2 separate regions of the Mus musculus genome follow, and region 2 is linked to region 1. A link is a contact called in public Micro-C data. All regions are on one chromosome and are shown on one strand. The core of a region is the stretch at or near the end of the contact, and the rest is flanking DNA. Distances in the headings are between cores, read along the strand shown. Region 1 holds the start of Arhgap28 (Rho GTPase activating protein 28). Region 2 has its middle 43 kb from the start of Arhgap28.

Region 1 (3,799 bases), core at 872-3,371:
GGCATCTTTTTGCAACCTGAAAACTCAAGGATGCTGACAAAAGCTGTACTTTGTAGCTCACACACAAAAAATGGAAGTACACAGAGAACTTGTTTTTGTTGCTCGATTCAGTGCTATGAAGCAATATGAGTCACTTGGAAAAATCCCTTGGCTAGCTTGAAAGCTAAGAACCACTACCCTGAAGAGTACTATCTACTTTACCAATCCACTTGTATTCCAGCCATTCATTTCATTCATTCATTCATCCATTCATTCATTCATCACCAAGCCTTCTGACCTAGGTAGGGTTACTATTACTGGAATGAAACACCATGAGCAAAAGCAACTTGGGGAGGAAAGGGTTAATTTCCCTCCCAGTTCCAGTTCACAGTTCTTCATCAAAAGCAGTGAGGGCAGGAACTCAAGCAGGGCAGGAACCTGGAGGCAGGAGCTGAGGCAGAGGCCATGGAGGGGTGCTGCTCTCTAGCTTGCTCACCACGGCTTCTTCAGCATGCCTTCTTTAGAACCTAGGGCCACCTTCCCAGTGCCAGCACCACTCACAATGGGCTACCCCCACTCCCCCAGTCCCTAGTTAAGAAAACACTCTACAGGCTTGCCTACAGCCTGATTCTTATGGAGGCATTTTCTTAATTGAGGCTCCTTCCCCGCAGATGACCTCAGCTTGTGTCAAGTTGATAAACACTATCCAGCACACCTTCCTCTCTGGAGTGTGTGCTATGTGAAACAGGAGGGGCTCTGGGATATGAGAGAGAGAGAGAGAGAGAGAGAGAGAGAGAGAGAGAGAGAGAGAGAGAGAGAGACCAGTTCTTCCAGCAGCTTCCAGTTGAGTAGAAAGCACCAACTTGCTGGAAAATGGTAATTTGATCATGAGTTAGTGGTGGGTTTTCCCCTCAGGCTTTCTACTCCTTGGTGTTTCATTCTGAGAAGTTTCCTGGTTCCATCTGGCCTTTGGGGGAGGGGGGAGGTAAAAAAAAAAAAGACCACGACCTATTAGGAGTCACTCAAGTGGATGCCAGACCAGAGCAAAGAAACACACAAGGCATGGTCTGGAGAGTCTACCTTCATCACAGAGCAGAATGAAATTATTCCTGTAACAAAGCAAGAGCCATTTCTGGAAAGTGGCCGGGGAGTAAGAGGTGGGGGAGGGGGCTTTGATTGATGATCTCTAAGCGGTTTCACAGGGAGAGAATTTTGAAAGCAGTTCCAACCAGAAACACAATCAGGAGAAAGACTATATTGCACTTTTGGGTATGTTATATACAGTGTGTGTGTGTGTGTGTGTGTGTGTGTGTGTGTGTGCATGTGTGTTTATAATCTTCTCCCTTAAAAAGCCCCCTGAAAATAGCATTCATGGAGCCCGTGGCAATAAGGAGTACTTTTCAGACAGTCTGGAAACAGTATCTGTCAGGGACCACAACTGAGTGGAGGAAAGGGATGTTAGGAATGAGGTAAGAGTCTGGCGTTGCAGTCTTGAGGGTATGGGAAGGAAGCTCAGGCTTGCACGTGCAGAGGGAATGGCTTGGGCAGAAGGGAAATCGAATTCGCTGTCACTTAGACTAGCAAACGTCAGTGCCATTCAGCTCTTCAATTTCCGATTCAGATGAGAGTGTTACATTTAAATGAGAGTGTCACATTTTTCTCCCTTTCTTCCCCAGAGCACCCATTCCAGACCTAGCCTTTCTCCCCTTGCCTAAGGCATGGTTTCTGTCTCACTTCTGACTGCCAGGCAGGAAATGTTCCTAGCCATGGGATAAGCCTCCCGTCTGAAGGGGCCGAGGAGGAGGTTGAGAAGAGGAAAGGAGAAACAAAGGAAGAAAAACACAAACTTTACTAGAGCTGCTGGCTGGAGCCGCAAGCTCCAGGCAGGTTTCCAGTTTCCTAGAAGCAGGGATCCGTGGGCGTGGCCCTCAGTGTTTGTTAATCGGCCCGGTGTACTCTGTGGGCGTGCCCTCGGTGTATTAAGCTAATCTGTCTGTTGTACTCTGTGGGCGTGGCTCTTAGTTATGCTAATCGGTGCGCCTTGTTTTGTGGGCGTGGCCCGCGTTGTATGCTAATCTGCCGCTGTACTCTGTGGGCGTGGCCCTTGGGCGGGCGGGGCCGTCCTAGTCGCAGAGCCTTGGGGCGCCGGACGCTCGGGGCCGCTGACCCGCTCCCGGAGCTAGTCCACGTTGGTCTCGGTCTTTGTTCTGGGTTAGCGCGGGGACATGCGCCGCTGAGGATGGAGGTGGAGGACTCGGGCGGCGTGGTGCTGACCGCCTACCACTCGCACGCGCGCTCGCAACCGCAGGGCGCTGAGCCACGCTGCGCGTCCCGGGCCAGCCATCCGCTCAGCAGGTACGGAGCGGCACCGCGGGCCGCGCGCGCGCGCGCCGGGCGGGGCGGGGAGGGGGCAGCGCTTAGGCAAGTTTTTATGGAGTTGATAACTGAGACTGCTCTTTGTATGATCCTGATTGGAGATGAGAAACAGCCTGGGCAAAAAGTCTGTGTGTGGCTGGCTGAGGCTAGCGGGGTACTTGTAGTCTTGACGCAACTTTATCAAGAGTTAGATAAACATACCATTTCTGTGGAAGACTCTCACCATGTACTGGAGAAATTTTAAAATATTACCAAGAACCCAAACACAAGTCGGTTGAAAAGAAAAAAAGTTCTCGCAGACACTCAGATTAACTATTTGAAGCTAAAGTTTTTCTCAAAAGGAAACCTTCACTGACATAACAATTTCACTTCTACTGTAAATACCCTCAATTGTTTAAATACAGTGATGTCATTATTTGATGAGTGCCGGTGCCGATTGTATGCAACCAACGCAATTCCTGTTTATTTCTTTGGGTGACCATGTGCATTTAGTAAGCCAGGGATCTGGAGAACATTGCTCTGGCATGCCCATCTGTTCCGCCAAAGACGGATGGTCAAAAATATTCCAAATGTGAGATGGTTTGCTGTCTGGCGTGTTTAGGGGAAGTTCCTTTGCTATTCTCTACGACTATATCAGTGGACGTTTTTACTTATTTATTTTGAAGCCTACGCTAATGCGTGTTTTGATATCATCTCCTAATGGCATCTTACATCACTGTTATTTTCAATTACTTGCTTTTCCTCACACTCTTAACTTTATGTGATTATAATTACTGCTGTTTCCCAATTTAATTGATTTGTGACTATGTCACATAATATGCTTTGGACGGTATCCATGAGATGAACCAATCGCACTGGCTTAGGAATTATACTGGTCTTCGCTAACAAAGAAATTATTGTTTCTTCCAGAGAGAGCAGGTTGAGTCAAATCTCATTTTAAAACAGACAGTGAGAGATGTACCAGTTTTCTCCGGCAGTCGGAGTCACGCACATCATTTTGACTCAGCTTGAAGATACAAACTCTTCTTTGTATTGAGTGTGTAATTCTTTTAGAAGAAAGTACCATCTTGACTAAATAGATGGGATTGGATGCAAGGCAGGGGCCAGTTTTCTACATTCTTAAGTGGCTTGGGTGTAGCTTAAACCCTAGCAGCTGTCCCTGTGGGCATCAGCCAGATAGCTGAAAGCAAATTGGAGGGAGATTTTGTTTTTTATTAGCTCAGCATGTGGTCTTGTAGAATGGTAATGTGTGAGAGTGGGAGAGCTGACTGATATCATAGTCAGTTCTTTACCATAAACCAGTTGGGTCTAAGTTTATAATGTTGCCGATTGCCTTGTACTCCAGAGGACCCTCAGTTACTCCCTCCTCTGAGGCGGGGGATGGGAGTGTGCAGCCCTCCTTCCAGCCCCCCCCAGCAGAATTATGGGAGGATAGCTTAACTCC
Region 2 (3,799 bases), core at 891-3,390, 42 kb before region 1:
ACTGCTTGCCTCGCCTTTATGGCCCACTGGAAAAATGTTTCCATGTTTGGAGTATCCTGTTTTCATCTAAAATAATGTTAACAAAGCAAATACAATTCCAAACACTTACCACCCCCCACCCCCACCCCGGGCCTGCTCCTAGGGACACAATCCCAAGCTTGTGGGACCCATGACTCCCCTCTTACCTAGATGGGCCATGTGTCTCCAGAGCCACAAGGAATGAGAAAGAGATTGCTGTAAGAAGAGCACCAGCCTTCTCCCTTGCTGCTGAGGAAAGGGGCAAATGCTGTATGCTTCTATTGTAAAATCACAAACTTACAGATATATTCTAACTGAAATCTTGGAAAAAAAATTTTTAAGTAGAAAAGCTTTTGCCTCCAAAACTCAAAGACAAATGTCCCTGGTGAGTGCTGGGTAACTTTCTCTAAGCTTCCTTTACTAATTCCAGGGAGTCTCTGCTTGTTGTCTGTGGGTGATGTAAAAGGCAAGGGAGCCGCTACCTGTTCACGGCAATGGAGGGCAGGAGAGAGGCAGTATCACATATTGTATGTCCGTCTGTAGTTTCAAAACAGAAACCTTGCTTTAAAAGTCCAAACTAGGTTCCTGCTTCATTTCTTGACCTCTTTTCTACCTTTGTGGATCAGAAAACAAACACACCCCGAGATGTTTCCCTTACATGGAACCTGATACTGAGCAGATAAAATCACGGTATCATTTTTGCGAGCTGTATTTAAGAATTAGCTATGTGAAAGTTTCTTCTGTAGGAGAACCTTGAAATGTCTCACGATATAAATAAGCAAACACTTCAGGCAGAATGGAAGAGAACGTTGAAAATCTCTACACTCTGGAAGTTCATGATGACAAAAATAGAAGTTTCCATACCTGAGATCCTAGCACAGAAAGTTCACTTTCCAAAGTACCTGGGCATTAATGTCCCAGGTTATGTGTACAAGGTGTATATAAACATGAATGAATGAATTCAGACTACGTTTAGACTTGGGCTTCACCCCCCCAAATATCTATATCTATATCTATATCTATATCTATATCTATATCTATATCTATATCTTCCTCCCTCCCTCCCTCTGTCACTCTGTCTCTCTGTCTCTCTCTTCCTCCCTCCCTCCCTCATATATCTATATCTATATCCATATCCATATCTATATGAGCAAAGCATATATATATATTTGCATATATATATATATACATATATATATATATATACACATAGTTATAATTCATAGTAATATGAAATGTACACACTCTTAGTCCTGCCTTTTCAGACAAAGGAACCCATCCTGAAGTTATTTGATCTGTGTTTTAATCATTCTGTACTAAAATTGTATTCACAATATTTCCATCCTACAGTGCCACATAAAAACCCAACAATGAGACCAATTCCAGAATAAATGCTGGTAAATTATCATATTCTCCCTCTCTCTGTCTCTCTGTCTCTCTCTGTCTCTGTCTCTCTCTCTCTTCCTCCCTCCCTCCCTCAGTCTCTCTCCTTCTGATTGTGTGTTGATGTATGTATATGTGTGTGAGAGAGAGAGAGTGAGAGAGGATAGGGAACAGGCATGTGTTTAAGTGTGTGGGTATACATGCACAAACAATGGTATACATATAGAGGTCAGAGAACAACCTCGGGCTCCAGCCCTCCGCTTCCACCTTGTCGGAGACTGGATCGCTCATATTCCTCCCTCCATGCCACACTAGATGGCATGTTGGCTTCCTGAGAGTCTCTTCTGCCTCCCATCTCCTAGTGAGGGTATGCTGGGATTATAGACTCTTGCAGCTTGCATGTGGCTCCTGAGCATCTGAACCCAGACCATCAGTCTTGAGTCTGCAAGCCTTTTACCCACTGAGCTATCTCACTGGATGTCAAAGAGTCTTCCCTTTAGCATCAGGGTCCACAGGTCCCAGAGTGGCCAGGCCAGTCTTCTGAAGCACCGTGAGCATCACGGGACCTTGTGCTTTGGGAGAGCAACAAGTCACTGTGTGTTATTTTACTTTGTAGTCAGCACTCTAATTCATAAAGAGCGCACTGATCTTACACGAACAGACCTCAGACCTCAGTGCTCTTTGTGATGACGCTATAGAGCTGTGCACAGCTCGATTGTTAATAGCCCTTTCTGCATCTGTGGTTGTCACTCCAACATAGACCTCGGCCAGAACAGCTGGTGAGCCAAGGACTGTGACCTGTGTTCAGGAACCTCTTTTCAGTCTGTGTCTTGATCTTCAGGGTTGATCTGGAGGGCTGGGTTTTGTTTTGTTTTGTTTTTTGTTTTGTCTTGTTTTCAGATAAACGAGAGGTTAGCCGTTTGAGAGGACAGTGTTTGGAATGGAAGCGTAGTCTCTGAGAGTATGTCTAAATGTGAAACGTGTTTTCAATTAGGATAATCTGCCTGCCTGTATCCCAGGCATTCCAAAGTTGAAATGAATTCCTACTCTTCTTTGACATGCACTTGACCAAAATCAAATGTTCTTACTGTAAAAACATAGCCCATATATGGCTTTCTTCTCACCCTGTGCCAGATGATTATTAATTTAACTTATTGCTGCAATCTTTTACAGACTCACATTATAACAATCTGCCTATGAGAACATACAGCTCTTCATTTTTCAACATGTATGAGCCTGGTTTTAAAAAACAAAAACAAAGCATATTTCCAGCTAATGAGCAGAACACTGGAGCACAGACAGAGAACACTTAAACCATCACAGTTGCCTAATCATCTTGTGATTATGGCAAAATATTTTGAGTCCACCGCATTTGCTGAACACACTTACTGGCAGCGTTCCCAAATATCGCCGAGAAATGCATGAGGACAGGATGTCCAAGGGCTTTAGCATTCTACCCCTACTTCTGCCACAATAGTAGGATTGACACACAGAGGATGCTAAGCTATCCTGTGGTTCCACTTAGCTTTTATGGCTAATGTGAGTTTTGAAGCTTATGGTAGAAACAGCCAGATGAAACATCTGCTGCTAGACTTCCTGAGAAGATGAGACACAGCGATTAGCTCTTAGCACAAGCCACTCTCTCCATGGAACTCTCCACCTGGCTTTCCAGCCCATTTGATCCCCTTAAAGCGAAAGAACTCGATCAAGTACCCACACAGTTGTTCTCTAAAACAAGGGTAATTTTAGTACTTCAGTACAGTATGTGCTTAGTTCTTTGTAGGTTAATGTTGAGTCCATCCATATGACAAAACAACTGTGTAAAATCAACCCTGGTAATGGTTAATAGTCTGAAGAAAGCAAACGGTTTTCCCAACCTGACCACTTGGAGTGAGCCATCTTGGATGCTTGGGCAAAGCCTCTCTCTGTATTCTTACATATACAGAAGCATCCAGATTCAAACCATCAAATTCTATGTGTTCTTTAATAATCTGTTCTTAAATCATTATGCTACATGAATCTTTCTTCCAGGATCTTTCAGAGAGCTACAGAGTATAGATGTCTGATCCTGACTGATTTAATGATCTTTAAAAATTTTTATTAGAAGACCAAGCGTTATTCTTATAATAAGCCTACAGCTCAGTGGGCAGGGATAAGGGTGCTTGCTGTGGAAGCAGGAGGGCATAAGTTCAAATCCCCAACACTCAAAAAATAAGAGAAAGCCAGACATGGCTGTGCCTGTGATGCTGATGCTGATGCTGATGCTGGTGGGGTGAGGGGACAGATCCTAGGAGCTCATGAGCCAGCTAGCTAGACAAAATGGTGTGCCTGACATTCAGTGAGGCACTCTGTCTCAAAAGTTAAGGAGATAGGTAACAGAAGACACCCAATGGCCCCC

What was found. Hi-C and Micro-C count contacts between places; a contact is called where the count stands out from the background.
Region 2: a contact with region 1 is called in a Micro-C map of palatal mesenchyme, with 1.7 times the contacts expected there. The contact joins the enhancer-like site here to the promoter of Arhgap28 in region 1. A contact is called at or near these places in 3 of 484 Hi-C or Micro-C datasets (muscle stem cells, palatal mesenchyme and uterus), 2 of 115 datasets of contacts at active chromatin or transcription factors (embryonic fibroblasts and embryonic stem cells) and 1 of 9 other capture datasets (adipose tissue).

The regions. Positions count from the first base shown.
Region 1 is chr17:68,002,430-68,006,228 of GRCm38.p6, reverse strand. Arhgap28 (Rho GTPase activating protein 28) reads left to right here and starts at 2,121. Exons shown (of 18, transcript NM_172964.4): 1 at 2,121-2,334. The coding sequence starts at 2,219.
Region 2 is chr17:68,044,817-68,048,615 of GRCm38.p6, reverse strand. No RefSeq gene overlaps it. Among named protein-coding and RNA genes, the nearest start is that of Arhgap28, 43 kb to the right of the region's middle. Within about 2 kb of position 2,140, at least 28 of the 459 cell types and tissues checked have an H3K27ac peak or open chromatin away from gene starts, as enhancers often do. A contact at or near this core is called in muscle stem cells, palatal mesenchyme and uterus, where this site is marked.